Regions from separate parts of the Mus musculus genome. Here all the other regions are linked to region 2. Evidence: chromatin contacts called from public HiCAR-type and HiChIP or PLAC-seq data. All regions are on one chromosome and are shown on one strand. Each heading gives the region's core, a stretch centred on a gene start, on an enhancer-like site or on the middle of the called end of the contact. The rest is flanking DNA. Distances are from core to core; before and after follow the strand shown. Region 1 holds the start of Pcyt1a (phosphate cytidylyltransferase 1, choline, alpha isoform). Region 2 overlaps Rnf168 (ring finger protein 168). Region 3 has its middle 14 kb from the start of Cep19.

Region 1 (3,268 bases), core at 498-2,997, 140 kb before region 2:
TTTTATTCTTAGCAAACTGTTTTCTGGGTTTGCAGTTTTGCTCTTAAACTGTGTTATCCTCAAAGTTTCTCCTTCCTCAATGCCTATTCCTGGCAGTTTCTCCACAACAAACGCCTATATCCTTATTGCTTCTATAACTATCACCATCCCTATTTCAATATAGCTTTTGGCTCTCCCAACAAAAATTGTGTTTTAGTCCTCAATCATAACTAGCTATCTTGATTACGGTCAAATAGCTTTCTCCAGTTAAGGCCATCTGTTGGAGCCTGTGGCCAGCACAGGTCCCAGTTCCTAACTCACTCTACACTTACTTCTCTGCAGTTCCTTAATCATAGAATCATTACAGAAAGAAAAACCTCAAATAATCCAAACCCACTACTTCTCAAACTAAAAAAGCAACAACAGCAAAAAGCTAGACATGGTGGCATGCACCTTTAATCTTGAGGCAGAGGCCAGGAGTCTCTGTGAGTTCAAGGCCACCCTGGTCTAGATGGTTCCAGGTCAGTGGCTATACATAGTGAGATCCTGTATTAATGCCTCAGAGCCAGCACTGGTGAGGCAGAAATAGGCAGATCTCTGAGTTCAAGGCCAGCCCGGTCTACAGAGGGAGTTCCAGGACAACCAGGGCTACATAGAGACACCTTGACTTGAAGAAACAAACTCACAAGCAAGAGCAAAGAAACAAAACCAAAACACTTTAAGTCCACCAAAATTTTTAAGCCCAACTGAAAATACTTGTCTCAGCCTCCTGGGTGTCTGAATTCTAGTTGTGTATCACCACACCCAGTTTTCAAACTTTAGCTCGTTTACTGCATACGTAGTAAGATGTAGGAAGCTAACTTTATAGCATCATTGCAAACACACCTGAAACCTATTTTATAAATCCTTACTATGTGAACACAGCGGGGATTTCTATTGTAGACCAGTTGTCTGTATTTAGTTAGTTGCCATCCAACTAAACTGTCTTCACAGCCCAATAGTAAACTGGGACTCAGAGTTGGGTGGCATAATCCAACTCTGAACTTTCCGCTTACTGACGAAGACACTAGCTCAGTGGTGAACTAAGTTTCTCACCCACGGAAGTTTGCCCGTAAAATTCAAACTCTGGTCTGGTCTCACACCAGTGCGGTTTCTTCGTAAGACCTGTGCCGGGTGGGTCCCTCGCTCATTCACTCACACTTTGTACACAAACACAAGTGCAAAGCACCACCCCCAATTCCTGATCTTACATTCTCCTCCAAGTCAGCCCTCAAAGTCGCTGCTTGTCGGTGAGCGCGCCCTCGCAGCCGCTGCTTCATGGTCCCTCGGATCAATCCCCTCAGTCACTATCCATCGATCAGTCAGTCCCCGGGTAGTCACTGCTGCATACTTACTCGGTCATGGTCCCGTCGCAGCCTCTGCCTCGTGCTCTCCGAGGTCAGAGTCCCTCGCATTTACTGCTCCGGGGGTCACAGACCCCTCACAAGCGGCCACCCCTGGGTCACAGTCCTCTTGGCTGTCATTGTACCTCGGTCACAGTAGCCTCCTGCTTCACACTTTCCCTAGCTGTCACTGGCCCACTCTTCAGTCGCAGCCCCCTCACGCTCCCAGCCCGCCTTTGTCCTCGCAAAGCACCCACTACCCGGAGTTTCCTTACCTCAACTCCTCCAGGCTCCGGTCCCCCTCGGATCCCTTCCCCGCGCCGCGTCACCGACTAGCGAAGTCAAATGGGTTGCGGGGAGACGCCCGGGAAACATCTGACCGGACTGCGGACCGGAAGTCCCGCCTCCCGCCCGCCCTCTTGTCAATGCCACCTCCGCATTCCTGAAAACCACAACCTGACAGAGTAGTTCCGCTTCCAGAGGGGCCGGGCGCGTGGGGTGACTGAGCCGAAGCGCTGGAGGCAGGCGCGGGGTCGGCGGGCTCGGAATTCCGGATGTGTGGCGCCTCCTGCCGCCGGTCTCCCGGCGTCCCCTGCGCCCGCTGCCCCTCGCCTTCTCCGCAGGGCTGGGGCTCCGATGTCCGACCTCCCCGAGGACTTCGAGCCCGCCGGCTCGGTCAGGCGAGCTCGGGTCTGAGCTCATCCTCTGTCTGCCAGTTATTCGGACCTGGGTTGACTCATCAGAAAACGAGCCTAGAAATCGACCCGGGAAGTAGTGGAGCAGGAGTAGAGGCGAGGGCAAAAATGCACAGACAAGGAGGCTGTAGTCTAGGGAACGAACTTCCTACGGTGAGCTTTTGGGGGATTTTGTTTGGCCGAGTCCCCCCCCCCCACACACACACACACACAACACACTTCTAAGATTTTGTGTGTCCACGGAGGCCATAAATGGGGTGACATGTCTTGGAGCTAGAGTTAACGGGCCTTTGTGAATACCTGGGTGCTGGGACCTGAACTCTAGTGGGTTTTGTTTTTTTTGGTTTTTTGGTTTTTTGTTTTTTGTTTTTTGTTTTTTTTTTTTTCGTTTTTTCGAGACAGGGTTTCTCTGTGTAGCCCTGGCTGTCCTGGAACTCACTCTGTAGACCAGGCTGGCCTCGAACTCAGAAATCCACCTGCCTGTGCCTCCCCAGTGCTGGGATTAAAGGCGTGCACCACCACTGCCGGGCTAATTCTAGTCTTAATTGAACAGTAAGTGCTTTTAACTCTTAACCACTGAACTCTCTCTCCAGACTTTTTGAGGGGAATTAAAAGTAACTATCAGACATGGCCTTTACTGTTGCCGAGACTGGCCTGGACCTTACTATTTGTCCCATGCCGGCCTTGAATTTGCAGTGGACCTCCTGCCTCAGACTCTAGAGTGCGGTCATTAGCCGCCACACCCTGTGCAATTCTGTAGCTGTAAGGCAAGTGGGAAGAAAACTCTACAGGAGAAAGATGGGGGGGGTGGGGGTAGACTTTTATGTATTTGTTTGCATTTTTTACTTGAAGATAACTGAGAGGAAAGAGGATGGGTGAACTTGTGCATCTGCTGAGGTGCTTCTAAGGAGAAAAATGATTAAAAGCTAGCACACACACTTAAGTTCAAATAGGTATTTGGACTTGGCAGATAAAATGCCCCCAAAAAAGGACTTCGTAGCTGGAGGAGACACCAAGGGCCTCTCTGGGGAAGATGGGCATCACAAAGGTAGTAGTTTAGACTGTAGCTAACATAGAAACCTAGGAATCTTTTTATGGTGGTGGTTATTTTCTAGACAGGGTGTCTCTGTATAGAGCAGGCTAATGTATAATTCACAGAGATCCACCTGCTTCTGCCTCTTGGGTGCTGGGATTAAAGGCGTGTGACAGCAC
Region 2 (3,648 bases), core at 101-2,600:
AGGTGACAGCAGATGCTGGCGAAAATGTGGAGAAAGAGGAACACTCCTCCATTGTTGGTGGGATTGCAAGCCTGTACAACCACTCTGGAAATCAGTCTGGCCGTTCCTCAGAAAATTGGACATAGTACTACTGGAGGATCCCACAATACCTCTCCTGGGCATATATCCATTAGATGTTCCAACCGGTAAGAAGGACACATGCTCAACTATGTTCATAGCAGCCTTACTTGTAATAGCCAGAAGCTGGAAAGAACCCAGATGTCCCTCAACAGAGGAATGGAAACAGAAAATGTGGTACATTTACATAATGGAGTACTACTCAGCTATTAAAAAGAATGAATTTATGAAATTCCTAGGCAAATGGATGGACCTGGAGGGCATCATCCTGAGTGAGGTAACCCAATCACAAAGGAACTCACATGATATGTACTCACTGATAAGTGGATATTAGCCCAGAAACTTAGAATGCCCAAGATATAAGATAGAATTTGCAAAACACATGAAACTCAAGAAGAACAAAGACCAAAGTGTGGACACTTTGCCCCTTCTTAGAATTGGGAACAAAACACCTATGGAAGGAGTTACAGAGACAAAGTTTGGAGTTGAGATGAAAGGATGGACCATCTAGAGACTGCCATACCCGGGGATCCATCCCATAATCAGCCTCCAAATGCTGACACCATTGCATACACTAGCAAGATTTTGCTGAAAGGACCCTGATATAGCTGTCTCTTGTGAGACTATGCCGAGGCCTAGCAAACACAGAAGTGGATGCTCACAGTCAGCTATTGGATGGATCACAGGAGGAGCTAGAGAAAGTACCCAAGGAGCTAAAGGGATCTGCAACCCTATAGGTGGAACAACAATATGAACTAACCAGTACACCCCAGAGCTCTTGAATCTAGCTGCATATGTATCAAAAGATGGCCTAGTCGGCCATCATTGGAAAGAGAGGCCCATTGGTCTTGCAAACTTTATATGCCCCAGTACAGGGGAACACCTGGGCCAAGAAGTGGGAGTGGGTGGGTAGGGGAGTGGGGGGGGTATGGGAGACTTTTGGGATAGCATTGGAAATGTAAATGAAGAAAATACCTAATAAAAAGAATAATAATAAAAAAAATTTTTTAATAATAAAAGAAATAAATCAATAAAATCTCCAAAGAAAAGAGAAAGTTTTACTTGGACACAAGAGAAGCTCACTTGTTTGTGTATTTACTAAGAAGGCATCCACTGGTAGCCAGGGCGGAGCACCTCTGATAACAAAGACAAAAGTATCTATCAGGGTCCATTAGAGAGAAGTGAGCCAAGACAGCCCAGGTCTTAGTAATGCACAGCAGGAGTCAATGCCCCGCCCCACTCTGAGCATCAACGTACCTTAGACTTGCAGATGTCTTCCTCAAGCTCAGCCTTACATGCCAAGGCGGTCCCAGGCTTCAACTTAGGTGACAAATATCTTTAAACAAACAAACAAACAAAAATTTAAAGTTTACTAAAACTTAGATGTTTTGAAAAAAATCCAATATGGTAAAAGGTTGATGAACCATTTTTGCTTGCTATCTTACTGGAACATCTCCAGGTCTCCGGTCAACTCTAAGATAATATTTGAAACCCTGAGTTTTCCAAGACTGCCTGGCTAGCACACAGGAGGCATGAGCTTTGGGGTTTAGCACTGTATTTTAGTGTAAAAACAGAAAGGGAAGAAAAGGTCATTTTAATATCTTATAATTCTTGAAAAGAGTTTAAAGGTTGATAGGATCAAACAATGGAAGGCCATAAAGTTTCTCAAAATTCACAAAAATATCATTTTAGGCTAGGCAGTGGTGACTCACATCTTTAATCCCAGTACTCAGGAGACAGAGCACTCCCCAGTTCAAGGCCAGCTTGAGTTCCAGGACAGCCAGGGCTACACAGAGAAACGATCTCAAAAATAAACAAACAACAAGTCATTATTCTAAGAGGAGGCTATTTTGTCTTACCAGAAAATTTGGCTATTATTTTTTCTTTTATTTTAAGAAAATGGCTTTATTGTTTCTGTCAGCAGGGACCCAGGTTCTCATGCATGTTAACAGCTATTTGTTATTACTTCAATTCTCTCCCATGGTAAAAAAGGCTTATTGGTGGCAGTTAGTACAAACCAAGAGCTGACATGTTACATATGCTCTTCTTTCAACTCCATGAATCATGGAGGCATCTGACATCCTAACATTTAGATGAGAGGATTTCATTATCCTCCTCTGACAAAGCAATTTCTCCACTCGAACTCTGCATGAAGCAGCTCTTGAGGTCCTCCTGGCAATCTGAAACGTCAAAGGCTCAACAGCATCCCACCTCACTCACTGCTACAGACTGCAAAACATGTATTTCTACAGTCTAGCCTCCACCTCCTTTTAAATGTGTAGCTCAGGCTGGCCTCAAACTCGTGAATCGCCTGCATCTGCCTCCTTCAGCAAATCCTACCAATGTACACTACCACAACTAGCGGCGACTCCTTTTTAGACAACGACTTACCATGTCCAGGCTGGGTTCAACCCCAAGTTCTCCTGTCTTATTATTTAGCCTTTAGAGTAAGTGTGACTGAATGTATGTCATCAATCATACCTAGTTCAAAGCATAAAGCATCCTTTTTAAAAGCAACCACAGTCCTTAGTGACTTTTTTCCTTAAAGATCTTATCAAGGAAATATATAAGAGGCATGAAAAGAAATAGTTAATAGCCAGGCAGTGGTGGTGCACTCAGGAGGTGGAGGCGCAGAGGCGCAGAGGGGCAGAGAGAAAGAGGCAGATCTGATCTCTAAATTTGTGGCTAGCCTGGTCTACAGAGTGAGTTCCCAGACAGTCAGGGATACAGAGAAAAGAGACTGTCTCAAAAAACAAACAAACAAACAAACAAACAAACAAACAAACAAAACCCCACACACCTACAAGTAACAGTATACCAAGGGACAGGATTATACATAGGAATATACATGTATATAAGCATACATATATGCATGTAATAACAATTAATGAAAAAGAGGCCATGAATTTGAAAAAAAGCAAGATGGGACATATGGGACTGTTTGGAAAGAGGTTTTCTTCCTTCTCATTTTTTTTTAAATTGAGAAAGTGTTCTATGAAAGGTCTCCAAGACAGGCTAGCCTGGTCTACAGAGTGAGTTCCAGGACAGCCAAGGCTACCCAAAGAAACCCTGACTTGAAAAAACAAATCCAAACCAAACCAAACAAACAAGAAAAAAACCAAAAAAAAAAATTAGATTTTGTTTTTTCAAGACATGTTTTCTCTGTGTTGCCTGGCTGTCCTGGAACCCAGAGATCCATCTGCCTCTGCCTCCTGAGTGCTGAGTTTACAGGCATATATATGCCTATGCACCACTATGCCCAGCTCCAGCCCACATTCTTTAAAGATTCATTTTATTTTTACTTATGTATGTATGTTTGTATGACTGTATGCTTCATGGTCTGTAGAGGCCAGAAAAGTGCCTGGTATTCCATGAGTGGGCTAGGAGCTACCACATCTGATTTAAGTCTGAGAATTGAATTTGGGTCCTTTGAAAAAGCAACAAATGCTCTTAACCATTAAACCATCTCTCTAGCTCTTAATTTTTTTTTTTGTTTTGTTTTGTTTTTTCCAGACAGGGTTTCCTCGTGTA
Region 3 (3,470 bases), core at 105-2,604, 180 kb after region 2:
GCATGGGCAAGTGAAGGGACAGGAAAAGAATTCAAGATTGAACAAAGCTGTAAATTGATTATTTGGGTTTAATTAAGGGGAAAAGCAGTTGGGTTTTGGAAGTTCCTCCAACCATGTTAGGTGGAAAGGAGCTTGAAGAATTAGGCTCAGGGGAAGGGCATTACAACTCCAACCCCGTTGGCAGGGCATTTCTCTTCTTTTAAAAGCCCAGTATTGGACTTGTATATGGGAATGGGAGAGGGAGGTAAATGAGGGAGGGACAGAAGTAACACAAAGAGTCTGGAGATGGGATTTAGGTAAACCGAAAGAGCGGGAGCCAAGTCTTCGCATTTAAATGGTGAAGCCCTACTCTAGCACAGTCCCTCTGCAGCTGGCTGCAGTCCTGGGACTTGCGTGTATGGTAGGTGATGGGAAGGGTTTAGAATCTGCTGTCAGTCTGCAAGTTGCTTTCGCAGTTAGCCCTGGATCCCATCCCGAAGGTTCTGGCTCCCCCCCCCCCCTTTTTTTGCTAGGGTATCCAGGTCGTATGTGATGGTTAGTCTTTGTTTTCAAGACAGGGTTTCTCTGTGTATCCCTGGCTGCCCTGGGATTCACTCTGTACACTAGGCTGACCTCGAACTCATTGAGACCTGCCTGCCTCATCTTTCCGAGTGCTGGGATTAAAGGCGTGTGCCACCACCGCTATGTATGATGGTTAGTTTTATTCGTCAATTTGACCCAATCTAGAATCGCCTAGGAAGGGAGTCTGAAGGCGGAGCTGCCTACATTAAGTTGGCCCTCAAGCATGTCTGAGGAATTTTCTTTTCTTTTTTCATTCTTTCTTTCTTTCTTTTTTTTTTTTTTTGTTTTGTTTTTGTTTTTTTTTTTTCGAGACAGGGTTTCTCTGTGTAGCCCTGGCTGTCCTGGAACTCACTTTGTAGATCAGGCTGGCCTCGAACTCAGAAATCTCAATAGAGGTGGAAAGACTCCCTTCCAATGTGGGCGGCACAGTTTCCTGGGCTGGGCGCCAGACAGTAAAGACTGGGCTGAGACGCGTACGTGGGTACACTTGTTCTGGTTGTCATGTGACCAGCTCTTGGAAGCCTCTGCCACCGGAACCTCCAGGGACTGTAGTGTAGTCTGAGGTTGTGAGCTAGAATAAACGAACCCCTTAGTTGTTTTTGTAAGGACACCTCATGGAAGGAATAGAGAGGAATCTAATCCAGTATGCCACAGCGCAGATGCTCCACCATTGATTTCGCGATGTCTTCCTGGCGGCCACGTGGGTTGTTTCCAGGGGCCCCCAGCCGTCCGAGTCCGCTTCTCACTCCTTTTCAGCTCAGGATCGTCTCGCTGGAGGAACGCAGTGCTTCCCCATTTTAGAATTGGAGCTCACTTCCTATTGAGCAAAGCTTCCTCCTGGTTTCAGTTCTTGCCGCGCCTTGCAGGAGAGAGCAATTTTTTCCACAGAAAGAAGAAGTAGATTAATCTGCCCCAGTCCTAAGTAAACACACCCATTTCCCGGATGGCCGCACTCTGCCTCACCCAGTAGTACTCAGGCCTAAGTGCTGCTTGGTTGTACTAATGCTTCTGGCAGCAGACAGGCCCCTCCCATGGAATCATTTACCACTGCATTACTGGCCCAGTGTATCCTCCAGTTTTCTGGGGTTACATGATTCTTGGTATCAACACTGCTCATTCCTCTGCATTCTAAATAGATAAATTTACCTTTGAGAATAAACCGGAACCTAGTCAGGGTTTCTCTGTGCAGCCCTGGCTGTCCTAGAATTCATTCTGTAGACGGCACTGCCTCCCAAGAGCTAGAATTAAAGGCGTGCACCACCACCTCCTGGCTCAACCCGGTCTCCATCTTAAAGTGTCTCGGTTGCTTTAGCCTACATCAGTCCTTCCTTCTGTGGAATCTCTAGTGACAATGCCTTCTACATGCTTAGTGCCTGCATAAAGGTGAACCTGGGAGCCACGATGTCCAAGGGTTGTGACTGTGGGACGGTTTGAATGGAAGGTTGGATCTGATAGAATTACGTTATTATGAGTGTTTCAGAGAGCCACAGTGGGATTGTGGTGGAGTTAACAGAATGATGGATTGTGGGTTTCCAAAACTGAAGAACAAAAGCCTAGCACAGTGGTTGGGGTGTGTGTGTGTGTGTGTGTGTGTGTGTGTGTGTGGTGGTGGGGGGCAGAGGGTGTGGTGCGGGGGGAGGGGGGAAGGACTGTTAGCAGAGTCTCAGTCCTACCCCTTGGCTCATGAATCCGAATCCCTGAGACAGGGATCTATCTGTGCTGTGATGACGAGTCTGACCATCCTCAAGATTGCAATCCACTAGCTTGAGTTAGAGGCTTGAAGGTCTTGTCTTGAGAAAGCAGTCTGTTTTGTACTCAGAAGTCTGAGAAGGTGTGAGACGGGTTGATAATGCCTCTCCCACTCTCTGCACTGGGCAAGCCCCAGAGAGATGACTTGGTGGACAGGGGACCAACTGCCAAGCTGATTCCAGTATGATTCATGAATCTGCCTGGAGGGAGGAGAGACCTGAGAGTGGTCTTCTGATGTTCTTCTCCATCCCCACTTTTAATTAAATATTTAATTAAATTAATTTAATTAAATTAATTAATTTTATCTTTATTAAAAATACAACTGAGCCGGGTGTGGTGGCACACGCCTTTAATCCCAGCACTCGGGAGGCAGAGGCAGGCAGATTTCTGAGTTTGAGGCCAGCCTGGTCTACAAAGTGAGCTCCAGGACAGCCAGGGCTATACAGAGAAACCCTATCTTGAAAAATAAATAAATAAATAAATAAATAAAAAATAAAGCTGTTACCCGTGCAAGAGCTGATGAGTATTCTATTAATTCAGGAGGTTTTTTTGTTTGTTTGTTTGGTTGGTTGGTTTTTCCTCAGGGATGACCAATCATACAGATGTGGATGTGATGCTGAGGCCAGAGCCTGTAGTGTTACAGGAGAAGGTGCCAGGCTTGGCAGCAGACAGGCAAAGGCCTAGGATTTGTAAGATGGGAAAGAAGAACTGTTGGGCCCTTCCCTATGGGATGACAGATTTTCAGCCTTGAGAATAAAATGAAGTCAGAGGAGGGAAAGAACTCCAAGGATAAAAAGTTGGGAAGCTATTGAGCATACATTTTGGGGGGTTTTGTTGTTGCTGTTTGTTTGTTTGTTTTTCTGGTTTTTTTTTTTGAGACAGGTTTCTCTGTGTAGTCCTGGTTGTCTTTGAACTCAGAGATCCACTTGCCTCTGCCTCCTGAGTGCTGGGATTACAAGCATGCACCTCCAAGCTTGGTTTGAACATAATTTTCTTCCTTTCTCTTTTCCTCTTGCTCCGGCTCCAGCTCCCTCCAGCCCAAAGATTTTTAATTTGTTTTTCATTATAGGTGGTTGTGAGCCACTATGTATGTGGTTGTCTGGGATTTGAACTCATGACCTCTGGAAGAACAGTTGGCACTCTTAACTGCTGAGCCATCT

What was found. HiCAR-type assays count read pairs that join an accessible place to other places. HiChIP or PLAC-seq counts read pairs in DNA pulled down with a chosen protein or histone mark.
Region 1: an H3K4me3 HiChIP or PLAC-seq map of embryonic stem cells shows a contact between it and region 2, with 14 read pairs. The contact joins the promoter of Pcyt1a here to the enhancer-like site in region 2. A contact is called at or near these places in 5 of 39 promoter capture datasets (the 3T3-L1 cell line, 3T3-L1-derived adipocytes, the HPC-7 cell line and 2 more), 1 of 15 datasets of contacts at CTCF or cohesin (the NIH/3T3 cell line), 1 of 484 Hi-C or Micro-C datasets (bone marrow-derived macrophages), 5 of 115 datasets of contacts at active chromatin or transcription factors (bone marrow-derived macrophages, effector CD8 T cells, embryonic stem cells and 1 more) and 3 of 9 other capture datasets (adipose tissue, liver and pancreatic islet).
Region 3: a contact with region 2 is called in a HiCAR-type map of embryonic stem cells, with 3 times the contacts expected there. The contact joins two enhancer-like sites. A contact is called at or near these places in 7 of 39 promoter capture datasets (the C10 cell line, the HPC-7 cell line, cranial neural crest and 4 more), 3 of 15 datasets of contacts at CTCF or cohesin (the NIH/3T3 cell line and large pre-B cells), 9 of 484 Hi-C or Micro-C datasets (the C3H10T1/2 cell line, the P5424 cell line, cerebral cortex and 4 more), 11 of 115 datasets of contacts at active chromatin or transcription factors (T-cell acute lymphoblastic leukemia, acute myeloid leukemia, craniofacial prominence and 6 more) and 3 of 9 other capture datasets (adipose tissue, liver and pancreatic islet).

Annotation. Positions count from the first base shown.
Region 1 is chr16:32,429,400-32,432,667 of GRCm38.p6, reverse strand. Pcyt1a (phosphate cytidylyltransferase 1, choline, alpha isoform) reads right to left here and starts at 1,747. Exons shown (of 9, transcript NM_009981.4): 1 at 1,637-1,747.
Region 2 is chr16:32,289,708-32,293,355 of GRCm38.p6, reverse strand. It overlaps Rnf168 (ring finger protein 168), which reads right to left. Exons shown (of 6, transcript NM_027355.2): 5 at 1,375-1,453. Among named protein-coding and RNA genes, the nearest start is that of Rnf168, 14 kb to the right of the region's middle. Within about 2 kb of position 1,350, at least 4 of the 459 cell types and tissues checked have an H3K27ac peak or open chromatin away from gene starts, as enhancers often do. A contact at or near this core is called in embryonic stem cells, where this site is marked.
Region 3 is chr16:32,111,660-32,115,129 of GRCm38.p6, reverse strand. No RefSeq gene overlaps it. Among named protein-coding and RNA genes, the nearest start is that of Cep19, 14 kb to the right of the region's middle. Within about 2 kb of position 1,354, at least 154 of the 459 cell types and tissues checked have an H3K27ac peak or open chromatin away from gene starts, as enhancers often do. A contact at or near this core is called in embryonic stem cells, where this site is marked.